Linked DNA regions of Drosophila melanogaster: regions 2 and 3 are each linked to region 1. Evidence: chromatin contacts called from public Hi-C and HiChIP or PLAC-seq data. All regions are on one chromosome and are shown on one strand. Each heading gives the region's core, a stretch centred on a gene start, on an enhancer-like site or on the middle of the called end of the contact. The rest is flanking DNA. Distances are from core to core; before and after follow the strand shown. Region 1 holds the start of CG5273. Region 2 holds the start of SkpA (SKP1-related A). Region 3 holds the start of sdk (sidekick).

Region 1 (4,638 bases), core at 1,399-3,898:
AAGGGGCGAACCATCCACATTTATCAGCAGTCGAAGCAAATCGTCGCTCTCCCGTAATAAGCTTATCAGTCGAGTGAAGAATATACATATATATGTACATATGTATAAATACATGACAGGCCAAACATTCCCCAATCGCCATCGAAATTATGCGCCGATAGCAGACACTCGGCACGTGTGAGGGATACTAACTTGGGTCTAGCTGCAGGCAGCCTAATTAATACTTAATTTCGGTTGTTTTAGCTGCTAAGCTAGACCAACTCCACAGCCTATCTAATCTGGATTACGGGTGTTGGCCGCTTTTGGAGATCTTCGGGCTATGTGCTTAGAACACCTTAAGATAAGACAAAGGATCATTTTTGGGAAAATTTATATGGTGGCTTTAAGAAATTACCAAAAAATAGAAAAGTAGGAATGATTTTGTGGTACCCAGTTCTGGGACGATATACGATTCCTAGGAACATTTTGCGTGAAGACCCCAGCAAAATAATATCACAAAACATTTTCATTTTCTTCTGCTCGTCGAGACATGATGATTTAGCAAATTTATAAGAGCAAATGAAAGCAAATAAACGAAGAAAGCGCCGGAAGGGGACGGGGACTAGCTGGCGACAAGAGGGAAATTAGCACAAATACAGTATATAAATACACACATACATAGTTCACACTTCCAGTTTTGCGAAAACAAACAGATACTTGCAGTCCAGTGGAAACTTGAGTGATTTCGAGTAGGTGTTGTGCCAATGCCAATCAGTGTTTTCAATATTAGTAGTAAATAACTTATGATGGTCAAGCTGTTCGCAGTCCCTTTTTTATATTCCACTTCTATTTATCTTCTGCTTGTATTCCCAATATCTAGGTGCACTACAATGGCGTCTTCGATTGCTTCGCCAAGATGTACCGCCACGAGGGCATCTCCTCCTACTGGAAGGGCATCATGCCGCCAATCCTGGCCGAGACGCCCAAGCGGGCCATCAAGTTCCTGGTGTTCGAGCAGACGAAGCCGCTCTTTCAATTCGGCTCGCCCACTCCCACGCCGCTGACCTTTTCTCTGGCTGGACTGACAGCCGGCACACTGGAAGCCATAGCCGTGAATCCCTTCGAGGTGGTGAAGGTGGCCCAGCAGGCTGATCGCCAAAAAAAGATGCTCAGCACGTTCGCCGTGGCCAAGGGTATCATACAGCAGGACGGATTGGGCTTCAGCGGCCTCAACAAGGGCATCACCGCCACCATGGGACGCAATGGAGTCTTCAACATGGTGTACTTCGGGTTCTACCACAGCGTGAAGAACGTGGTGCCCGAGTACAAGGAGAGCCATTTGGAGTTTCTGCGCAAGGTGACCATCGGCTTCCTGGCCGGCACTCTGGCCTGCTTCGTCAACATCCCATTCGACGTGGCCAAGTCACGCATCCAGGGACCGCAACCGGTCCCCGGGCAGATAAAATACCGAGGAACCCTCAGCTCCATGGGCATCGTCTACCGCGAGGAAGGATTCCGAGCGCTGTACAAAGGGCTCGTTCCCAAGATTATGCGTTTGGGCCCAGGTGGAGCTATTCTGCTGCTGGTCTTCGAGTACTCCTACGATTACCTGCTCCACAACTACTCCTAGTCCTTAAGTCCTCAAGAGGCAAGCGCCTTCTTTGTTTTTTTGTATAATAGTAAGTCGATTAGTCGCGATCAATGCCATCAAGGGGATGCTACTCTTCCGATTGTGATTCGTCAATAAATGTATTTTTACTTTGTGTTGAAAATAAATAATCAATGATATTTTTAGAAAATTTTTAAATTTAAATATGTAAATTTAATATGTAAATTTAATATGTATCCTGCAGCAGGCGAAATGACGATCTTTCTCGTGCAATCAAATTACAAAAGTTCTCGATTTACGGCACCAGGCGCGCAAAAAGATCACCGCGTGCCAAACAGTCAGCTGATCAGTCTAATAAGCGCTTTCTTAGTGATGCCCGCGTGCCTCTTAATTCGGGAACCCACCCATGTAATACCAGGGACTTTCGTGCCTATCGTGCTAATTCGTGACACGAACATCAAGAACATCTAGGCCGCTCATCACTGGTGTGCGCTCTGTTTAAAATTAACGGTTGTGCCGCTTTCCTATTGGTCAATTGGTAACTGGAAAGATCGGAAGGGCTGCCAGCAGCAGCTTGCTAGGGATTCTGTTGGCCTAGTGTCTGGGACCCGACAGTTGTCATTTTGACTGGGAAAAATGTTCTCCGTCCGACGTAAATTTTGTCAGAAATTTGTGAATATCAGTGGCTGGACACCAGGCAAACAAAAATTGCCACATAGGGCAGTAATCATAAAGTAACTAACGGTTTCTTTCCATCTTTGGCTTTGGTCGAATGGGGTGACTGGAAAGGCGTAAGGCGCAGCCATCTTTAAAAGGATCAGCTGTTTTAGTTAGTTTGAGCGGACAGCTGGCACCTGTTACCGTTTCTGTTCGCCTGGTGTCTGAAATCAGAAAACTTAGCAATTTGACACTGAAAAGGGTTGCCACATTTAATTGCAGCCCGAAAATGTCCCTGAAAATGTCGTACACGGTGCATGTATTCGCTAAATGTCTAGTGAAGACACAGACCGACAAGTATTTTGCACCTTCCCCAGCCTGGTCACATAGCAAAAAGTGAAATCAAATAACAGTTTTTACCAATTAAAAAACTTGTTTTGCGGACAAACTACGCGAGCAGCTGAAAACGAGCAGAAGCATCCAAAACGGGTTTCGGTAATTAGCATGCACATCAGTGACCGATGATCTGCATTGACGTATTTGCCGTGTTTGACATTTATGTAGTCTTGTCTCCACTCGTCTAAGGGTGAAGCACTAATCCGGATCACATGATGGCCTCCAGTGGTGGCGCCTGTTCCCCTTTCGCCTATGTGGCCTGGGCGCTGTTTGCCTTGTTGCTGACGCACGGCGGAGACAATGTTGTGGACGCCCGGCGTAACCAGGGCAACCAGCGGAAGACCTCCTCCTCGTCAAGCTCCTCCAACTACGGTCACGTGACGCAGCCCAGCTACAACACGAATGGCCACGCCGCCGGGAACTCTCATGCAGATGTGGCCAAACTGAGTTACCCCAACTACAACTCGCAGCCGAATCGACCAATGGCCGCGGGCTCATCAGGGTCCCCAGGCTCCGCCCCTCAGCCAGGTTGGAATGTGCCGCAGGGTCCGCCGCCCGCCTACTCCGCTTCCAACCCCGCCGGAGGAGCCCGACCCAACATGCACGAGCCGCCGCCAGCCTACCATGCCCCCAACTACGGAGCAGCTCCTCCCAACTATGGAGCCGCCACCGGATCGAATGTCCATCAGCCGCAGTACTCTGGAGTGCCAGCTGGAGCCACCTACTACCCGGCTGCAGGACCCGGCAGTGGCTATTCCCCCAATATCCCCGCTGGCGCTACATACTATCCGTCCGCCGGCCATGTTCCCATGGGCGGTGGCTATCACCCAGCTGCTGCTCCGCCTCCGGGGGCCACCTACTACCAGGCGGGATCTGCTTTGCCGCCCGGAGCCACCTATTATTCTGCACCACCACAACAGTCCTCCTCTGGCTTGGGCTTCGGTAAGACGTCTAACACGCAGTGTATCACGATCCCCTGCAGCAATCTTCTGTTGCTGACTCATATTTGCTTTAAGTGCTCACATAAATCGTGTAAACGCTTGTTGTTTAAGTGACACACCTGTTTTTGCGCTTCAATGTTTAATTTCTTCGCAGGAACTGGACTGCTTGCTGGCGGCTTGGGAGGTGCCCTGCTGGGTCACGCCCTCACTCCCTCGGGAGGCAGTTCCTCCTCGCAGCCGGTTGCCGCAGCTCCAGCTGCTGGTCAGGATCGCATAATCATCATTAACAACGGCGTGCCAGTGAATGCCAGTGATGGCACCACTGTGATAAATGCAGCAGGTGTGGCTGCTGCCCCGGGAGCAGTTCCAGCGGCCCCAGTTCCCTCTTCCAACACCACCCAAGATGCCCAACAGCCAGCCGTACCCATGGCACCAATGCCCTTTAATCCAGAGACCTCTAACATGACCGCGCCGGACCCAGCTGCTCCCCCACCGCCTGGAGGCATTATTTGTGTGCCCACCAAGGTAAACGAAACGGATCCGGCTGACAGCACCAAGATGATAGAGGTGGAGAAGATTGCCTGCTACCCGGCACCCCCGCCACCAGCTGCTTCCGCCGGCGAGGGTCCAGCACCACTGGCGCCCATGGCCGCTGATCAACCAGGATCGCAGCAGGTGCAGCAAGTGCAGCAGGCACAGGATGTCGCCGCTCCAATCCAGGCATCCGTTCGCTCCCACACCGGCGGAGCTCGGGCCTTGGAAGGATTGACCATGCGGACCCTTCTGCTCGTGCTTATGAGCGGAGTGGTGGCCAAGCGGCTCGCTGGCTTTTAGAGACCATGCTTCTGGAACGTTCCACTGTGCACCCACTCAATTACCCGACTACCTACTGTACCTTCCTCCCCAGCTGTTGTGGCCTTGGCGCGCATATTTGCGCTGACCAACATCGATAATTCCAGGCGCTAATTGGACAAAAACTCTTGAATTATGCCGTACCATCTCCGACTACAGTATTTGTGGATAAACAAGCTGGCTTCCCAGTCAAAAAGCCCCCTT
Region 2 (4,638 bases), core at 1,188-3,687, 100 kb before region 1:
TTGAGTCCACTAACCACCGATCCAGATCCAGATCCCGATCCAGCAGATCCTCCGCCACTGCCGTTCGAAGACTGATGGGACTGGTGATGGTGGCTAGGGTGCTGGTTTGTCTGTTGGTAATGGGTGGCATGTGGCTGGCTGTGGGCCACCTGGTGGTGCTGCTGGTTCGTCTGGTGGTGTGCAGATGGAGGTGCGGATGGCGGAGGGCCATGGCTCTTGTGGGACATGGACGACAACAGAGCCGCAGCCGTCGATGTCGACGTGGAATTGGTGGCTAGTGAAGACGTTACGCTGGTGGTGCTACTGGCCGAAGCGGTGGGGCCACCGCTTGTGCTGCTGGAGCTGCTGCTGTTTGTAAATCTGCTGCCAGTTTCACCGCGCCGCGTGTGGTTAGAGCCGACGACCATTCTGCACGACAGTCTGCAAGGATGAACAGCATTACAAGTATATTCAAAACGATGTGCACACTTTTTCACTCAAATACTAATACGATCTTAGATATACCAATTCCACCAAACCCAATCAACCCGGCAATTGTCAGCTGTTTTGGAATTTGAATCACTGACAGGTATAAGCTCTTTTATTACATCTGGCAACGCCGCTGTTGTCTGCGAACACGACAAAGAGCGAGATGGACATAAGCTTTCAGGACAAGACTAGGACAAAGGCAAACGTCCTGCACCCATACATACACACTCTCTCACAGGATTGGATGACTTGCAATAATCCTCAATCCGCAAACCATATGTTCCGGCATTTTGCCAATATATTCGCTCCGTTGAAAATGGCCCTAATTTAGTTTTTATTCCTACGGCTTCGCGTTTGAAAGAGAGAGAGAGAGACCGAGAAAGAGGGGGCTTGTAACTGATGTCGTCGACAGCCATCCCTCTCGCTCGCACTTATTCCAAGCCCTTTTAGCCCATGCACACACACGTTTAACAAAAATCAATTAACTTGAAAGCACATGTAAAAAAAAGTATTGATCCACAAAAAACAAAAGGCACTTCGGTAATCCTGGAATACACACACTTACTGCCGAAAATATTTAAAATGAATGGGTACGCGTATATATTTATATGCTGGTGAACAAAAGGCGAGCATAACAAAAATGTCTTATCGATTTGCATGCGCAGCAGACAGTAATTGCAAATCTTGTATTTTCTTGAGTCTGTGCAACAACTGAAATACCTTTCTGGGCATAAACTATCATAAACACAAGTGGGTGGTGCTGGGAAACATCGCTGGAATTGAATATTTGTTTGTTGGTCGATTTGTTCTGAATGGAAACGAATGTCGTTTGCAAATTGCTCTCTCAGCTGTTTACAAACGCATACCACATAACGCAGGTGAGAGAGAGAGGGAGGCATATGCGCAGTGAGAATGGAAGATGAAGGGTTGCCAAGTGCGCAAAGGCTTGCAAATTAAGTACACTTGTGTGCGGGGTAACCGAAAAACGGGTGTTTACAATAAATTTCGCTGGGTGGATGTAGCTTTGTAATTTGAGTTCGCCAATTTTTTTTGTTGTTAACAGCATTTCGAAGCGGTTGCCAACCCTAGACGCTGGCTGGTTGCATGGTAACGAAAAATGGCGGCGCCTGTTACACACACTCACACACACATGCACGCACAGTCTGCTGTGTTTATGCACTTCATGCTGTTCCGATTTTTTTTTTGCACTTTTTCGATTTGTTGTCTGCATTTACCTTAAATGAATTTATTAACTAAGGCGATATTGTGCCTCTCGCTCAATCTCGCAAAACGATGCTTTGTCTGCTGCTTCTCTGTGCGTGTGTCCGTCTCTTTCCACGGCTTTTCGTCGAGACTCACATATACAAACGGCGACACACTGGATTGGAGCTGGACTCCGTTTTGGATGGCTTGGCTTTGGCTGCGTACCCAAAATAAATCGCGCTTGCAGTCCCAAATCATTTTAGTTCTTGACGCCTTTGTTCCACAAAAACTTCCAACCGCCGTCCATGGCTCGTGCTTTCTCTTTCGCTCGCGAGACGCTCCAAAAGTCGCGAGTATGGGAAGAGAATGTATCCCTCGCTCTTTCACGCCTAGAAGCGGCTGTAGCACACACAAGCACACGTAAACCCAGCCGTATGCATATACATATATTCCCTCTACTAGCGAGACGTGTGTACGTGCGTATGTATGTATGCTTTTTTCACTTCTTTCTCCTCTGCGTTCTTTGCACCAAGTGTCGCTGTTGCTATTTGCTACCGCCGCTCCTCTTGACGAATAAGTCGGGACTTGTATCAGCTCTAATTCGGACTTAGTTTACAAAATGCGGCTGCTTTTTTTCCGCGATACTCGGATTAGTGATGTAAAAAGACGTTGATGCTTCGACCACTGAAGTCAGTGCGATATGTATCGATAATTGAATGCCATCGATTGCTACGATTAAAACTGCCACCGCAGTTAGCGGAGACGCTCACCATTCTCTATTCGCCATTTGAAAGTATCGGTGTAATTTGTTTTCAGAGAAATTAATTTCCGTTTACTGTGCAATTCGGTGTGAAAGTGTTCAGATTTATCAATGCGTATTCTGCTTTCGACTTCGCCACCAATCTGTGCTGCAAGTTACCATTACCAGGTCCACCTGGTTCCCGCCAGTTTTCTTTCATTGTGGCTAGTTGTTGTTCGTGCCTTCGATAAAGACGTTTAGAGGTGTTTTTAGAGTTTCGCCATCTGGTCACTATAGCCGTTTCGTTTTTTACGTGAGTATTGTGAATTTGGTGTGTTGATTTATATCTCAGTTGGAGCCTGCGTGGAAATAGTGTCAGTACGTTTAAAGGCATCATCGTAAGGTTAGTCGGAAAACAAATAAAAAGCCTACAAATAGCAAGCAAGAACGCTTTCGCAACCACAAGAAAAACGAACATACGCACGCATCCATCTGTGGTAGAGTCGGCTTGTGTGGGGGTGAGTGGATGTGTGGGTGAGCATTTCTGGAAAGTGCCGTTCTCTATGTTTCGATTCTACTTATCCCTTCATCACCATTTCATCGTTGAATCATCACGAAAGAAACATCGAAAGTGCACAATCGTTTGTTATCTTTGTACGAAAACAACGGTGATTTCCACACAGGCATAACCTGCAAGAGTAATACGATACAAATTTTGATCTGATATGACCTCATTTTAGTCGGTTTGAATTTTAAAGAGAGCGACTCTGCAAACTGCAGGGATATGAACATACAAAATTCACAAATGATTGTTTGCATCCTAGTTGCTTATATTCATTTACACGCATGCTTATATGCTTACATCTGTTATCAATAATTGACGACTTGGTGCATGCGAAGCAAACGCATTGAAATGACTATTGGGATCCACACACTGTTAAAAAACACACTGATTGCACTGCCACACATTTCTCAACTAGAACCTAATGTTTTATACTGAACTTAACTGCAGGAAAGCCCAAAATGCCCAGCATCAAGTTGCAATCTTCGGATGAGGAGATCTTTGACACGGATATCCAGATCGCCAAGTGCTCCGGCACTATCAAGACCATGCTGGAGGACTGCGGCATGGAGGACGATGAGAATGCCATTGTGCCGTTGCCCAATGTGAATTCGACGATTCTTCGCAAGGTGCTTACCTGGGCTCACTACCACAAGGACGACCCCCAGCCAACGGAGGATGATGAGAGCAAGGAGAAGCGCACAGACGACATTATCTCATGGGATGCAGATTTCCTAAAAGTCGACCAGGGCACACTGTTTGAGCTGATATTGGCAGCGAACTATCTGGACATTAAGGGCCTTCTGGAGCTCACCTGCAAGACTGTTGCAAACATGATTAAGGGAAAGACTCCCGAGGAAATACGCAAGACCTTCAACATTAAGAAGGACTTTTCGCCCGCCGAGGAGGAGCAGGTGCGCAAGGAGAACGAGTGGTGCGAGGAGAAGTAAAGCGCGGCATTTCGCGGGACCAACATTAAGTTGAAACAGCTAGGGGATTCGGGAACGAATTGGATTTGCAGCATTGCAACTTTACTTAGTTGCTACTTTCATTTACATTTTTTTTTATTTTTAACCCCAGCAGAGACTCGATTTAAATTGTGTATAAATGATCTGTTGCTGATTTGATTCGCGGGGTTCATTTTTTGTCGTAAATATATCTCATATACATACATATGCGAGATTGTAACACTCTCTTTAACCTATTGGAGTAACACTTGATTTCACTTTAATAAATATAACTACCCAACACAAAGACACAGCCTATTTTGTGGGCTTCCCGGAGGGGTTAGGGTCCAAGGACTTCTCAAATTAAGAAGTGCTCTTTATTCGTTATCTTGTGTTTAGAAACGTTTGCAAGCGTTTGAAATGGATACGCATGCCATTTATGGTCCAGTCGGTAAAATTTTACGTGTTCCCAAGAAGGTACATATATATCTTAGATTATCTTATCTATAGAAACTACATTCATAAGATCACGCTTTCGGCGAATAGCGAGTAATACTGTAGCTGCCACTTTGCCACTTAGTGTGCAATTGAAATGCGCGCCAACGCATGTTCTCATATGCGGAGCGTTTAGCAGCCCTTAAAAAGCTTTTCATGTTGCTTTTAAAAAGCTACGACGGGTGTGGAAATTAGATTTGTGACGCTTTATATATCTTTTTTTT
Region 3 (4,638 bases), core at 954-3,453, 73 kb before region 1:
CTGCCACGTCCACACTTTTGATAAATGTGTTGATATTTTTTCAAAATTTTATAAGGCCTTTTAAATTTCTATCGATATGCTAGAAAAATATTTATATATTTATTTAATATTGCTGTTTTACTAAAATTTAGCGTATTACGACCATACGACCATGTTTCTGCAAATTTCTCCGCCTTTCGAGAGTTTCAGGGCTGCTGAAATTTCAGCCCTCAAAGGTAGGCTACACCTTTTGCCATTTGATGGGTGAGGGAAACTTTGCTTGGATTTCCGATTTGCGTGTGTCCTGCACTCAATGAGTGTGTGTATGTGTGCGTGTGTGTAAGGCGGCCAAACAAAGGAGTGAAAGTGGCGAAAGCGCTGCTCAAACACCAATACATTTCTGCACCCACACAGTCGCCGAGACTCTGGTCGTTGGTTGAATTTGCCAACTTGTTGCGCAAACGACAAAATTTCCAACTCAAAACAATACGACACATGCGTGGGCAAGGGGGGGCGTGGCTGAAGTTGAGTGCATTTTCCGAGTTAGTTTTGCACATTTCCTCCACATTTGTTCCTCGCCGGCCGAAAGTTGAGGATCGGTTTTACGAGCTCGAGTGCAGTTTACTTACCCTTTAAATAGCATACCGATATAATGCGGACTCCATTTAAAGTTAAAAGTGATTCTTTTGGAAATTCATAGCCCCGCTATGCCATGCCATGCCTCATCCACTGGCCGCGTAATTGTTGTGTTCTTAATTAACTGAAATCGCATTCATAATTTCCCTGCCATCTTGTGTGTGTGTGGCCGCTGGCGATGGGTGCGTGACAGGGTGATAGCAGGAAGGTTCGGAAAACACCCAATTCTCGTCAGTTTGATGTCGATAAAAGCAACATAATTATGAAAACTCATTTTAAAACCCATTTAAGCATATGCCCAATTCGAGGGCTAAAGTTTAAAGCCAACGCATTAGAGGGACTCGATTTAAAATATTGCCAGCTTTTGCCATTAAACAGTAGTATTACCACATGGAGGGAGAACTGTCATCTCTGGAAAGCCAGTTCCTACTGCTCGTTTTGTGAGTGGAGTCGCCGCAGCGCATAAAAAGTTTTAATTGGCAGGCGACGAAGTTGACCTGTGACCTCTGGCGGGACACACACGCCGCACACTCGCTAAAAACACTCACACACAGAACGGCGCGACAACAATTTTTAAGTGCATTTTGAAATGCACATTTTATTTCGCATCCTTCTCTGCGTGATGGCTGCTTCTTCTTCGTCTTCGCCTGTGGAAAATGGGAAAACACGCACACAACTTACAATTGCATTACATTTTGCATACATTTTGTGTGTGCTTAATTTTAATGCGGAGAAAACGCCAAGTTTGTTAGTCAAAATGTGTTGTTAACACACTTAAAAAATGCATGCGCCAAAATAAAAGGCGCTGGAGGAGCAAAATTTGGGGTGGCGTAATCAGAATTTATTTACATATTTGTATATATGTACGTAGTAAGTACATGCATTTTCCATTAAACACTCCTGCAATTTTGGATTGCCAGGGGCCCCAAGTCAGCTGGCGTTGCGCTCAAAGCTCTGGTAACTAATTACATATGTATATGTATATTATTTCTGCTTTTTATTAATCAAAGTATGACGATCCGATACTTTCCGCTCATGCCAGTAGAATTTTTTTTTGGGTTTGAGTATTATTTCATCGTAATACAAAACACAATTAGTGCGCTTTCTTTTTCAACTTAGCCAATCAAACGGCAATTGGATGGCACTCAGAATAGCCCGCTCAAAGTTGAGTGAAGTTGGCCATTTCGAGTGATTGTGCGCTGGTTGTGAGAGGAAACTGCACAGTGAGGCGAGGCTGTCATGTTTGCGGTTTGAGTCCATGGCATTGTGAGTTGGAGCCGAAAATATGTTCGAGGCTCTTAGTTTGGCTGCCAACAAAAAATGTATTTTTTTTATGCTACCTACCATTATTAATATTACTCCAACTCATTTATGTTCTTTGCTTGTGCTTAGTTACTTTATTATCATTTTGTGCCATTTGCACGTGAAGTCTTAATTTTCAGCTACAACCCATTGGCACGCTCCGCGGTTGCGCCACCCACTTCTGTTGACCAGACAACGCGGTCCACTGTGCCAGTCGTCGGCAGAGGCCGAAGCAGCGGAGACGAGAAAGAAGAAGCAGCGCAGCGCAGCAGCGACTGTGACGGGGCAGCGCAGTTCGTTTTGTGCGCGCGTAGTGAACGGTTGTCTTTCGGTTGCTCGTCGGGGAGTTGCAAATTCAGCGACAGCAGCAACTACAAATGGCGACTTGTGCCTGTCGGACCCTCGAGTTCATTGTTAATTGTTAATCGTTGTGGTGCTAAGCGTTGGCCGAACGGTTTATGGGTATATGGTAACCCTGGTGGCAGAAAGAAGAACATACTTGTGTCCAGAAGGAAGGAGGAAAAGCAGTAAGCGCGCACCTTTCGCGTTTCTTTCGCACCGCACCGATCGCGTTTTTTTGTTGGTTTTTGTTCTGTTTTATTACTGATGTTTTGTGTGAAGCAATGCCGCCAAAGAGCAAGGCAATGTGAAATAAGCATTTGTTTATTTCAAAAATTTGATCAATTGTTTCTTAGCCACGAATATGCCAGTCTGTGTCTGTGTGCAAGAATTGCATGTGAAAACAAGTTTGAAAACCGGTCTTAAAGCCTCAAATGAAACAAGGGTTCAAAACAGTGAGAGCGAAAGAGAGAGGTGGTTTTTTTTTTGGTTTTTGCTTTTGCATTCTTATTTTCTCTCCCTCGATTCGTTTTTGATCGCTCCCTCTCTCTCGCTCGCTGACTCGCTCTTTAACCTGTGGCAGGTGTGCCTGTGTGAGTGTTGTGTGTGCGCGAATGGCTGGCACAAAGAAAACTGAAAAAGTGACGTTTAAAATTTCATTCGCTCTTGTATATTTTATATTTTAGCCAAAAAAGATGTGAGCGATGTGTAATTAAAACTAGACTTTTCACTAAAAACTAGAAGAGCGAAGGAAGGCCGCTAAGAAAACAAAGCGAAATCCCAGAAATACGAATACCGAAAGGCAACAACAAATGCTCAAATCTGCGGCGTCGTCGCTGCGTCGACGTCGTCCAAAAACAACAATAACAGCAACATTAGCCATCGAGATGCCGTCGCAGCCGAAGTTGGCGTCTCTGCTTGCAGTGCTGGTTTTGCTCTGCTACTGCGACAGCTGCTTTTTTTGTTACGCGGGTAAGTTTTCGTCTTCTCTATGCTTCTTGTTCTTTTGCGTTCCCTTTAGTTTTGGTTCTTCTTTTTTTTTTACGAAAACAAGTACAAGACAAACAGCCGTGGGAATTTCGAAACAAGAAAAGCCGCACAGAAGGCAACACGAAAAACCCTCGCGCTCGAAATCGAATTTGAATTCGAACGATCGATCGGCTGCACTTACGCCACTTTTTGATTTGCTGCTCCCTTTTGTCCACTAATCAAGAGTAGGGTGGGCAAACTCGCATTCTTACACTGAATTCACAATAAACAACGGTAACTCACTGTTTTCTGTAAATAAATTGGAGTATGATTATTAGAAATTGATTTGTAATAGCTCCATATGCGGAATGTTGCTTCTAAAAACAAGTGAAACAACATGTAGTCAGCGTGTGAATATTCTGAGCTTAGCTTTTTTTTCATATTTTTTTTTTTATATTTTACCATAAGTTCCCTGTAAAAATGCACTTACCGAAGCTTTGGTTTCAGAATTCTGGTTCAGTTTTCCATAAATGCCCAAAAAGCATTGAATTACCTTCCAAAGAAGTTGAAAAAATTCTTTTGGTTACTTAATTTTTTGCTTTTTTTCTTGCCCTGTAAAATATTTCTTTCTTGCGCTTATCTTTTTCCCATTCACATGCATTTTTTTAAAGATGTTCCAGATTAACGATAATTGAGTTGAGCTGCAACGGCACGTAAGAAGAGAGCGATATACAATAATTCTAATTTGAGTTCAGCTCCCGGTATATGGTAACCATGTCGACCATCATTCTTTAACGCATTCTCACAGAGAGCATAAGCCCGTGTTTGTCATCGATCAGATATTAATTAAAACAATTGTTTTAAAGCCTTGTTCATTTGTTAATTTAGGCGGCGATTTGTTTACACAGGAAATCCTTGCCCCCCAGGCTGGGGATCCAAACAATATATTGCGCATTGTATTACGTATCGCCAAACTAAATATTAAATACAAAATCAACAAATTTTCGATTCGCAGCTCGCGAGGGGCTTACGCCCATAACCTCACATTTGCACTGGGGTTTTCAGCATGGGGCGTCTAAATAGTTTATGGCGCAGAGTTCCAGGCATTTTGGGGAGGATGGAGTCACCGCAAAAAGACCCTTAGGCTCTGTTTGTGTTGCTGTTTGTATTTGACGGCCTTCGGTTTTGCGGGGGCGTTCCATATTTCCATGGATTGTGCAAACTCAGCAGATAGGGAACTGCAAGCGCACATAAGTAAAGTACAACTTTTTATGAAGTGCAGTAATCAAGAGTGTGGAGTATATTTGAATCGGATATCAAAGATCATACGTGTTCGTTTTCGGCTAATTAACTGCCAGCCCAAGAATTGCGTTGCTCCACAGGCCAAATACACTTTGCCACTTTGATAACGTA

Evidence for each region. Hi-C and Micro-C count contacts between places; a contact is called where the count stands out from the background. HiChIP or PLAC-seq counts read pairs in DNA pulled down with a chosen protein or histone mark.
Region 2: a contact with region 1 is called in a POLR2A S2P HiChIP or PLAC-seq map of the Kc167 cell line, with 4 times the contacts expected there. The contact joins the promoter of SkpA here to the promoter of CG5273 in region 1. A contact is called at or near these places in 13 of 107 Hi-C or Micro-C datasets (the Kc167 cell line, the S2 cell line, brain and 5 more) and 2 of 6 datasets of contacts at active chromatin or transcription factors (both in the Kc167 cell line).
Region 3: a contact with region 1 is called in a Hi-C map of the Kc167 cell line, with 2.7 times the contacts expected there. The contact joins the promoter of sdk here to the promoter of CG5273 in region 1. A contact is called at or near these places in 1 of 1 datasets of contacts at CTCF or cohesin (the Kc167 cell line), 30 of 107 Hi-C or Micro-C datasets (the D17-c3 cell line, the Kc167 cell line, the ML-DmBG3-c2 cell line and 15 more) and 4 of 6 datasets of contacts at active chromatin or transcription factors (the Kc167 cell line and the S2 cell line).

The regions. Positions count from the first base shown.
Region 1 is chrX:756,946-761,583 of dm6, forward strand. CG5273 reads left to right here and starts at 2,649. Exons shown (of 3, transcript NM_166863.4): 1 at 2,649-2,740; 2 at 2,831-3,583; 3 at 3,737-4,638. The coding sequence starts at 2,854. The coding sequence ends at 4,416. It overlaps CG5254, which reads left to right. Exons shown (of 3, transcript NM_001297830.1): 3 at 860-1,774. The coding sequence starts at 896. The coding sequence ends at 1,609.
Region 2 is chrX:653,677-658,314 of dm6, forward strand. It overlaps SkpA (SKP1-related A), which reads left to right and starts at 2,438. Exons shown (of 2, transcript NM_166858.3): 1 at 2,438-3,108; 2 at 3,423-4,223. The coding sequence starts at 3,434. The coding sequence ends at 3,922. It overlaps Hmt4-20 (Histone methyltransferase 4-20), which reads right to left and starts at 2,357. Exons shown (of 3, transcript NM_130497.4): 1 at 1,704-2,357; 2 at 1-420. The coding sequence starts at 407.
Region 3 is chrX:684,631-689,268 of dm6, forward strand. sdk (sidekick) reads left to right here and starts at 2,204. Exons shown (of 15, transcript NM_134315.4): 1 at 2,204-2,496; 2 at 2,943-3,228. The coding sequence starts at 3,069.